Linked DNA regions of Mus musculus: region 1 is linked to region 2. Evidence: chromatin contacts called from public promoter capture Hi-C data. All regions are on one chromosome and are shown on one strand. Each heading gives the region's core, a stretch centred on a gene start, on an enhancer-like site or on the middle of the called end of the contact. The rest is flanking DNA. Distances are from core to core; before and after follow the strand shown.

The links. Capture Hi-C pulls out chosen DNA fragments and counts their contacts.
Region 1: a contact with region 2 is called in a promoter capture Hi-C map of adipose tissue. The contact joins two enhancer-like sites. A contact is called at or near these places in 6 of 39 promoter capture datasets (embryonic stem cells, hippocampal neurons, liver and 2 more), 1 of 115 datasets of contacts at active chromatin or transcription factors (embryonic stem cells) and 2 of 9 other capture datasets (adipose tissue and pancreatic islet).

Annotation. Positions count from the first base shown.
Region 1 is chr5:134,760,278-134,765,129 of GRCm38.p6, forward strand. All of the region lies in intron 1 of Gm30003 (a long non-coding RNA gene), which reads left to right. Among named protein-coding and RNA genes, the nearest start is that of Eln, 15 kb to the left of the region's middle. Within about 2 kb of position 3,349, at least 19 of the 459 cell types and tissues checked have an H3K27ac peak or open chromatin away from gene starts, as enhancers often do. A contact at or near this core is called in adipose tissue, where this site is marked.
Region 2 is chr5:134,670,198-134,674,496 of GRCm38.p6, forward strand. It overlaps Limk1 (LIM-domain containing, protein kinase), which reads right to left. Exons shown (of 16, transcript NM_010717.3): 3 at 2,815-2,953; 4 at 2,474-2,583; 5 at 121-327. Among named protein-coding and RNA genes, the nearest start is that of Gm10369, 3.8 kb to the right of the region's middle. Within about 2 kb of position 1,559, at least 29 of the 459 cell types and tissues checked have an H3K27ac peak or open chromatin away from gene starts, as enhancers often do. A contact at or near this core is called in adipose tissue, where this site is marked.

The DNA.
Region 1 (4,852 bases), core at 2,099-4,598, 92 kb after region 2:
GTGCTTGAATTCGTGTGTTGTGCATATGTGTATGTGTGTGTGCACCTTTGTGAGTGTGTACATGTGCTCTTGTGCATGCAGAAACCAGAAAAGGGTATCAGGTGCTCTCTTCTGTTACTCTCTGCATTATCTTTTTGAGGCAGGGTCTCTCTCTCTCTCTCTCTCTCTCTGAACCTGGAATTCATTTCCTCTCTCCCTCTCTCCCTCTCCCTTTCCCTCTTTCCCTTCTCCTTCTCCCTCTCCCTTCTCCCCCTCCCTCTCTCACTCCTGTAAGACAGTATCTTGCTATACAGCCTGGGATTACCTGCTCCTCACTGTGTAGCCAATACTAACTAACCTTGGATTCATTACCCCTTGCTTTGGCTTCTGGGATGCTGGGATTCCAGGCATGCCCCATCACACCTGGCTATTCTTCAGATGCTAACTGAGCATCTCCTCCTATTCCTGGCCCTGCACTGGACATTGAAAATATGGTGGGGATTAAAGCCTAATTGGATATATCCTGAGTTCTGTGCTTTCTGGCTGGCTGTGATGGCACATGCCTATAATCTCAGCACTGATGGAGGCAGCAGGCTCGCAGGCTGGAGAGCAGCCTGTGAAAAGTCTTCAGGGCCCTTTTTGGTAGGAGGAGTCAGCAGGGTGTCCCCAGGTCTGCCCTGCTGTGCTGTATTGCTACTTATGAGACAGTCTATGTTATTGGCTCTTCCTGGACTCTACCCTCTACCTTCCCTGTTGGTGTCCCTACTCTCCCTCCCCTCCCCCTTCCTTCCTTCCTTATTTATTTATTTATTTATTTATTTATTTAAAGGTTTCGTGGAACCTAGGTTAGCTCCAAAGATGCTGTATAGCCAGAGATGACCTTAAATTTCCGATCCTTCCGCCTAAACCTCCTGTGCCAGAATATGCAACCACCATACCGAGTTTATGTGATTTGAGGGGGTATTGAACACGGATGGGCATCCGTTTATGCCACTTGAGCACTCTCCCAACTCAGCCACGCCCATCACCTCTCTCCCTTTCTGGCCCAATCAGGCCTTGCTGCTTCTCTCGCTGCTCCGTGATCTCTCTCGTGATCTCGCATAGGCGACGCTCCTCCGGAGCCTCAGTTTCCTCTTCTGATGGAGAGGAGCCAAAGAACTAAGGGGTGCTGTGTATGCCTTCCCCAGGGCAGCTCCGTAGCCGCTGTTAGTCTATGCTCTCCCTGCAGCTTCCTTCCCCTCAGTTTGCTGGCTCTGGGCCTGTCTAAGAAACCTGAACGGTGGGAAGGAGCCGAACGAAGAACTCTTTTTACTTGGCTCAAAGCCGAGAACATGTTGGAGAATCAATAGAGGCCTGTTAGGGGAGGGTGGGCCAAGGCTTTCCTCTGATTCTTCAGGCTTGTTCTCTCTTGGGTAGCCCTGATTGGTTTCAGAAAGTGGGGAGCGGAGGGTCTGTCCGTGAGCATTGCCAGGTAAGCTGAGACGGGTGTTTGTGATTCCCATTGGACAAAGCAGGGCTTCGGAGTAAGTCTGACCTCATGATGCAAGGCCACTGACCAGAACCTGAGGGAGGCCCCTTCTGCCTGCCTGGGCCTTCGTTTTAGCTCTTCACGATGTCCACTGCCCGGGCTGGGCCACTGCCAGACTCTCACTCCCAGGTGGGCACAGAGCCCAGGCTGTGCCAGGCTCAGCAGGGGCCATCAGCCAAGAACAGCAGAGCCGTTCTCAGGAAAGCTGGGGGGATTAGGTCTGCAAGCCGGTGGGGACTCAGGTAACAGCCTCCCGTTCCAGCTGGGGTACCACTGACTTTATCTGAGGGGAATGTAGCGACATGACATGGCCTGGACCAGTGTTGGGGAAGCGTTGGGGCCATGTAACTTGTGACCCTTTCTAAGCTAGGCCCAGGTCTCATAACAACACCTTCAACACAGCCCACCCCAGAATATGTCAGTCAATGTCACTGACCTAGAGTGTGTCCCCAATTCTGGCAGACTCTTTTGTCCTCAAGTTGATCTAAGGTTGGGCCTTCCTTGGAGGGATGAACGGGAAGGTATGGACGGCTCAGTATGGACTGTCTCTTCTACTGGGTCCTTGGTGGTCCCCTAGGGAACCAATGGGCATATGTGGCTCTTGGAACAGTGTTGGGGGGGTTATTCAGATGACTGGGCTATTTGGGCTATCTGCATCTAGCTGCTGAAAGGAAGTGGGTCCCCAGACTAGTTCTGGGGTGATTCTCTGAGCCCTAGAGTACATTGTTCCTATCCCCTGTCTCTTGTATGTTTCCTTCATTTCTTCCATGGTCAGAACTAACCCACCTTTCAAGGTCTGGCTCTCTGAAAAAAAGTCTCTTTCTCACTCTGGGCTATGCTGATGGTCCCGTGTGTGTGTGTGTGTGTGCACGCATGAGTGTGTGTGCATGTGTGTGTGTGTGTGTGTGTGTGTGTGTGAGAGAGAGAGAGAGTGCATATGTGTGTGTGCATGAGTGTGTGAGTGTGCGTGTGTGCGCATGTGTGTGTGTGAGAGAGTGTGCATATGTGTGTGTGTGCATGAGTGTGTGTGAGTGTGTGTATGCATGTGTGTGCATGTGTGTGTGTGAGAGAGAGAGTGCATATGTGTGTGTGCATGAATGTGTGTGAGTGTGCATGTGTGTGTGAGAGAGAGAGTGTGCATATGTGTGTGTGTGCATGAGTGTATGCATGTGTGTGTGTATGCATGTGTGTGTGTGTGTGTGTGAGTGTGCATGTGTATGTGTGTGTGTGTGCATGTGTGTGAGATCTTACATGTTGAGGTCAGAGGATAACTTATCAAGAGTCCATTTTACCTCTCCATCATGTGGGTCCCAGGAGATCACACTCATGTCCCTAGGCTCGGTACCTGCTGAGCCACCTGCTAGCCTGACTGTCTGTAGCTCACATCTCTTTCTGTGAGGTGAGCCTGTAGATTTTCATAGCATTTCAAGTCACTTGCTTATTATGTGGTCAGGTCCAACCCCTCTGCTCTCCCAGTCCCTTTATCCACACTGGCCACCGCCCCCTGCGTTGGGCTGTCCCCCCTCTTCCCTATTTCTTCACAGCCTTCATCACCTCACTGTGACCATCTTGCTTGTCCTTGGGTGCCGTTGGCCATTGGCTGAGGCCCCACAGAGCTAACTGCTGCCTGAGCCAGCTTGGTCAGCAGTCTAGGTCTCTGAGCTGTGTCTCTAGGCTCCTCCCTTGGGCCCTGGCGGGTGAGGGTGTCTATAGGGACATTGATTCAGATGTTATTTTGGGTTCCCCTTGGGCCCAGCAAGCTCCGGGGCCTCGGGCCTGTTTAGACGGCCGGGCCGGATGTGACTGGTTCCAGGCCTCACCACGGGCCAAGTGAGTAAGGTTGGGCAGGAGGGCAGGCAGGAGGCCCGGCAGGCCAGGAGAGCCAAGGAATGGCCCAGCCTCTCTCCTGGACTGTGCTTGACCCTGATCAGAGAGAGGCCCTGCCTGCTTTATTCTGGATTCCTCACTGTCTCATGTCTGGAGTCTGGGTGCTATTACACATGTTCTGGGGAGTAGCTTTAGGACCTCACACCCCTTGAGTTAGAAGGCCAAACACGGAGACTGGGTCTCCAAGGGCAAACATGATCAAACCTCACATGAACACATATGTTCCAAAGCTAAGGGGGCTGGAGATTAGCAAGGCCCATAGCAGTTTGAACCTGGCACCTCCCCAGACCCCCCTCCTAACAAGATGGACCTCGGAAGCTGTTTGGCTAGAACCCGAGTAAGCAGACTGGGTGGTCGATCTGTTGAGAGAGCCCTTGTTGAGCACCCTAAAAGACCAGAGTTCCATCTCCAGTACTTCCCAAACCAAGTGTGGTGCTGTAAATCCCAGTGGGATTGGGAGGTGGAGGCTGGAGGATCAGGAGTTCAAGATCACCCTCAGATACAGCATGGGTTTGAGGCCAGCCTGGGCTACATGAGACTTTGCCTCAAAATTCCCAAACCAGAACTCCTGAATTGTAACTGTCCTGGGCTCCCATGTGGGGTCTTTCTAGCCCTGAGTTTTGTATTAGCATCTTCCACCTCGATAGCCTCGTACTCCAGATGCAGATAACAGTTTGGGTACCACCCTGAGGCCAAGCTTGCCGATCACATGTAGCAAGTGGGAACTAGGAGGTATTTCCCCAATCTGCCACCATGTCCCTGTTTTTCCAAAGGCACATATTCTCTGCCCCAATGTAAAGACTCATGGATATCCTTAGGCCCTGTCTAACAGGTCCTAGTGAAAACAGGTCCCACTGGTGGGGGCAGTTCTGGTGACACGGGCCCATCACTCCAGCTGCTTGGGAGGCTGAAGCAGGAGGATCAAAGGTTCAAGGACTGCCTGGATTATAGAAGGGCTATAAAAGGGGTGGGGCTTTGTGGCTGGGGAGATGGCTCAGCCATACAGGTACAAGGGTCTGAGTTCAGATCTCCAGGCCACACAAAACAACCAGGTATAGTCGGGTGCATTTATAAACCCTGAGTAGTGACGGTAGAGGCAGGTGGACAGAACCCTCTGCCTAGCTGGCCTAGCCAATGGTGAGCGCTGTGTTCAGTGAAGGATATGGTGGAGGGATGAGCACGATGGCCCAGTGGGTGACGACATTAGCCACTAAGACTGATGGCCGAGTTTGATCCCTTAGGACACGTGGAAGAACAAGAGGGTTGATTGCAGTGAACTCTTTTCTGATCTTCCCATGGGGACCACAGCATGCATACACCCCTACATGTATACACACAGAGAAATAAGATCATGTAATTTAAATAAGATAAGGTGCAGTGCACTTGAGGAAGACACTTGATGTTGACCTCGGGCCTCTGTGCGCATGTCACATGCCTCACAAGGACTTGCCTAACATG
Region 2 (4,299 bases), core at 309-2,808:
GCCATCTCTTCCCCACACAGGTTGTTTGCATCAGGCACCCTGTCACAACAGCAGACAGCTAACTAATACAATCAGGTCGCTACAACAGAGCCCCATCTGGCAGCGTGGCATTCCACTCACCCTTGGACTCGGACAGTGTGCGAATGCTCCGTGCCACATCCTGGTGGGCCGTGAGGGGGGTCGATGGAGACAGACAGGCCTCGTTTGCCATGGGCAGAGGCTGGGATAGACACGAGGGTGACTGTGTGGGGCAGGTGGGAGCCGGGTGAGTCAGGTAGGATCTGTTCGATGACTGGAGTTACCACGGTCTGGTAGTAGCACTGGCCACTGTGAACGCCATCGGTGGTGCGGATCCAAAGAGAAAGGGAAGAATAGAGCGTTGGGGGGAAGTCATTGATGCTTCGCTGCAGCCCACAGCAAACCGGTGGGGTGCGGGATAGGACAAGGCAGGCCCAGTTGTCTCAAAGCCCCCAACTCTGGGTCTCAGTTATTCTGTTAAAAATAATCTTTTTAATATTACTTTTATTTCTGTGTGTGTTTGTTCAAGTATGTGTGCCAAAATATATGGGGGTTGAAAGGCAAGTTGCTGAAATTGGTTCTCTCCTTCCATCATGGTCCTTAAGGTTGTTGTTTAGTGGCTAATGCCTTTACCTGCTGAGGCATCTCAGCAGACTGTTATGTCTGGGTTCTTTCTGTTTTTTCGAGACAGGGTTTCTCTGTGTAGCCCTGGCTGTCCTGGAACTCACTCTGTAGACCAGGCTGGCCTCGAGCTCAGAAATTCACCTGCCTCTGCCTCCCAAATGCTGGGATTAAAGGCATGCGGCACCATGCCTGGCCACTGTTATGTCTTTTAATTACATTTATTTATTTATTTATTTATTTATTTATTTATTTATTATATGTAAGCACATTGTAGCTGTTTTCAGACACTCCAGAAGAGGGCATCAGATTTTTTGTTACAGATGGTTGCGAGCCACCATGTGGTTGCTGGGATTTGAACTCAGGACCTTTGGAAGAACAGTTGGTGCTCTTAACCGCTGAGCCATCTCTCCAGCCCCCTTAATTACATTTATTAATTGTTTGTGTGTATATGGGCTTGGGGAAGGTATGCATGCCACAAAGTGAGTATGGGGGGGGGGGGTCAGAGGACAATTTGTGAGTTAGTTCTCTCCTTTCTACCATGTGGTCCTGGGAATGAGATTTAGGTTCATTAGGCTTAGCAGCAAGCACCTTTACACATTGAGCCATCTTGCTGGCCCCATTCTGGCTCTGTCTATCCGGTGATATTGTCAGATGGCCAAGATAAGGCGAGGCCCTTGCGGATATGTCTCCTTTGGGAGGAAGTCATTAAAAACCCATTTGGGATCGGGTCCGTTGTTCTCGAATCCAGCTTTGTTGGTGTTTCATAAGAGAGAATCTGTCTGATTTTTAGTCCCTGGCTCTGGGGAGAAAGACTCTTAAGTCCCTGGAACAGGGGGATCTTTGTTATTTATGAGCCCTTTGGAGGATGCTTGAGTCTATGCAAATGAGTCACATCAGGGCTGGTCCCACAGTCACTGACAGTGACTGAAGGCTTGCAGCTTCTAGCCAGCCTGGATTCTCAGGCGCAGGACAGAGACAGAGCATAATCACGTGGCCCATGACTTAAAGCCTCAGTGAACTCCCTGGGTGCTGGGCCTCAGCGTGGCATCCCAGTTCGTAAACCTAAGTCGGGCTGGGGGAGAGGTGGACGGTGCCCTCGCTTGGTGCAACTGTGGCCTGCAGCACCGTTTGCAGTTCTGTGAGTTAGTTATCCAGCACACCATCAAACATGAGGCCACTGGGCTGGAAGGGCCTGGGGACGCCTGAGTGTGCAGCTGGTGTCTGCAGCAGGAATAGACCCGCTAGGGATGTTGTCTATAGCTAGTGGGGTCTGTGCCAGCTCTGTGGCTAGAGGCAGAGCTACGTTGCAGAGGCAGAAAGTAGAGAGCTGGTGCTGGGGGCACTTTGGTTTCAGTCATTTTCTTTCTTTCTTTCTTTTTCTTTTTTTTTGTAGTACTCAGAACTGAACAAAGAGCCTTACATATGACATGGAAGTCCTCTATTGCTGAGTCACACTCCTAGCCCTCCCTGGAGGATTCTAGGCAGAGGCTCTACCACTGAGCGACAGCCCCAGATCTCTTTGTACTTAAGATTTTATCTCACTAAATTGTCCAGTTTGGCCTAAGACTTGCAGTCCTCTTGCACTGGCCTCCTGAAAAGCTAGGGTGACAGGCACTGCAATTACTGACATGGAGGCAGGGAGCAATGGTACTTGCCCTCTCCTGTTTTACCAGGTGAAGCATGGTACCATGTCTGTACCATTCTGGCCTGGAGCTCACTATAGAGTATGGAACTCACTATAGAGTAGTTTAACTTTCATGGTACCATAAAAGCCTGCGTATGGGCAGTCTTGGTGCAGGCCCCTAGGCTTGAAGAGGCCCACAGGACTCACCAGTACAGCTTGGAGTGCTCCACCAGTGTGTAGGTGTCCCCATCGCCAATGAAGTTTCCACAGGCGAGGCAGATGAAACACTCAGGGTGGTACTTCAGCTCCCCAGCCACCTGTAGGGGTGAGGACACAACATAGCTTTGTGGTGCCTGCTGTCCCTAAAGCCATCGTTATCCTCCTGTTCGGGAGAAAGCAGGGCAACCCAGACAGAATCTTGCTGGACAGGGAGAGGACTGGCAGGTCTGGACAGATGAAGAGATGGGCCCAGGACACACAGGGGATGATGGCGGTGAGTGAATGCACACTTGCCTCAGGAGGTGGGCAGGTAGGGGAAAGTGGCTCACCATGACCAGCCCTTTGGTGATGTGCTCGGAGCACCCGTGGCAAGACTCGCCATAGCGGGCCCAGTAGTCCTTCTTGCAGAAGAGCTGTCCATCCTTCTCGTAGTACTGGTGTGAAAGGGAGACGCTACACTCGCAGCACCTGGGTGGAGGGGGCAGGGCTGAGGATGGCCACCTACCATCTCTGCACAGCTTTTTTCTTTTCTTTTAAATTAAAGAAACAATCTCTGCTCATGCGTGTACAGCTATACGTTTATCATGTGTGTACGGTCCCTGTGGAGGCCGGAGGACACCAGATATCCTGGAGTTGGAGTTACGGGCACTTGATGCAGGTGCATGGGTATATACTTGACTGCTCTGCAAAAGCAAGGATTCTTGACCACGGAGCCCTCTTTCCAATTGTCATCTATAGGAATCTATCTTTAGATTTTTGCTTTTAAAAAAATCAAAATAAAATAGGGGCTGAAGGTGTACTTCTGTTGGTATAGAGCTTGCCTACCATACATAAAGCCCTGTCTCAAAAAACAAAACAAACAAATGGAAAAACCAAAAACAAGAGGTTGGAGAGATGGCTCAGTGGTTAAGAGCACTGACTGCTTTTCCAGAGGTCCTGAGTTCAGTTCCCAGCAACCACATGGTGGCTCACAGCCATCTCTAATAGGATCTGATGCCCTCTTCCAGCAGGCAAGTGTATACACAGATAGATCACTCATACATAAAATAAATTTTAAAAAACTTTAAAAAGTAAACAACAACAAAAACCACAAAAACAAAACAGAAAGGTAACCAGGAACGGAGGCAAAGGTCAGGCTATAATTTTAGCAACTGGGAAGTTGAGGCGGGATCGCAGAGTTGCAGTCAGCAGGGGCTACACAGTGAGACCCTGTCTCAAACACACACACACACAAAGAATTATACTGGGCTGGTGGTCCTAACCTGTCATCCCAGCACTCAGGATACAGTGGCGGGGTGATTAGGCTGTTCAAGGTCACACTTGGTTACATGCGCTATAGTAGTGAGTTCCAGGCCAGAACAGAACATGAAATACTCTCTCAGAAGTAAAAGGAGGAAGGGCTGGAGAGATGGCTCAGTACTCAAGAGCACTGGCTGCTCTTCCAGAGGACCAGAGTTCAATTCCCAGCACCCAGATAGTGGCTCACAACTACTTGCAACACAGTTCTAAGGGATCTGACATCTTCTTCCGAAACACTCATACACACAACATAAAATAAACACTAAGAAAGATAAAGGGAAGGAACGCGAGTTTGAGTCCAGCCTGGGCTACATGACAAGTTTCAGAATAAGCTGGACTACAAAGTAAGACCCTTCCTATAATTTAATTAATTAATTAAATTTTTTACAAAATGTAAAAGGTAAAAAGAAAAGTAAGTAAGAGTGAGAATTAAAAGCAGTTGTATTCTGTGAGCACAGGTGGCTTATATTGAAGTCCAGACCTTAGACTGTGAGACCAGGGATAGAACTAAACCT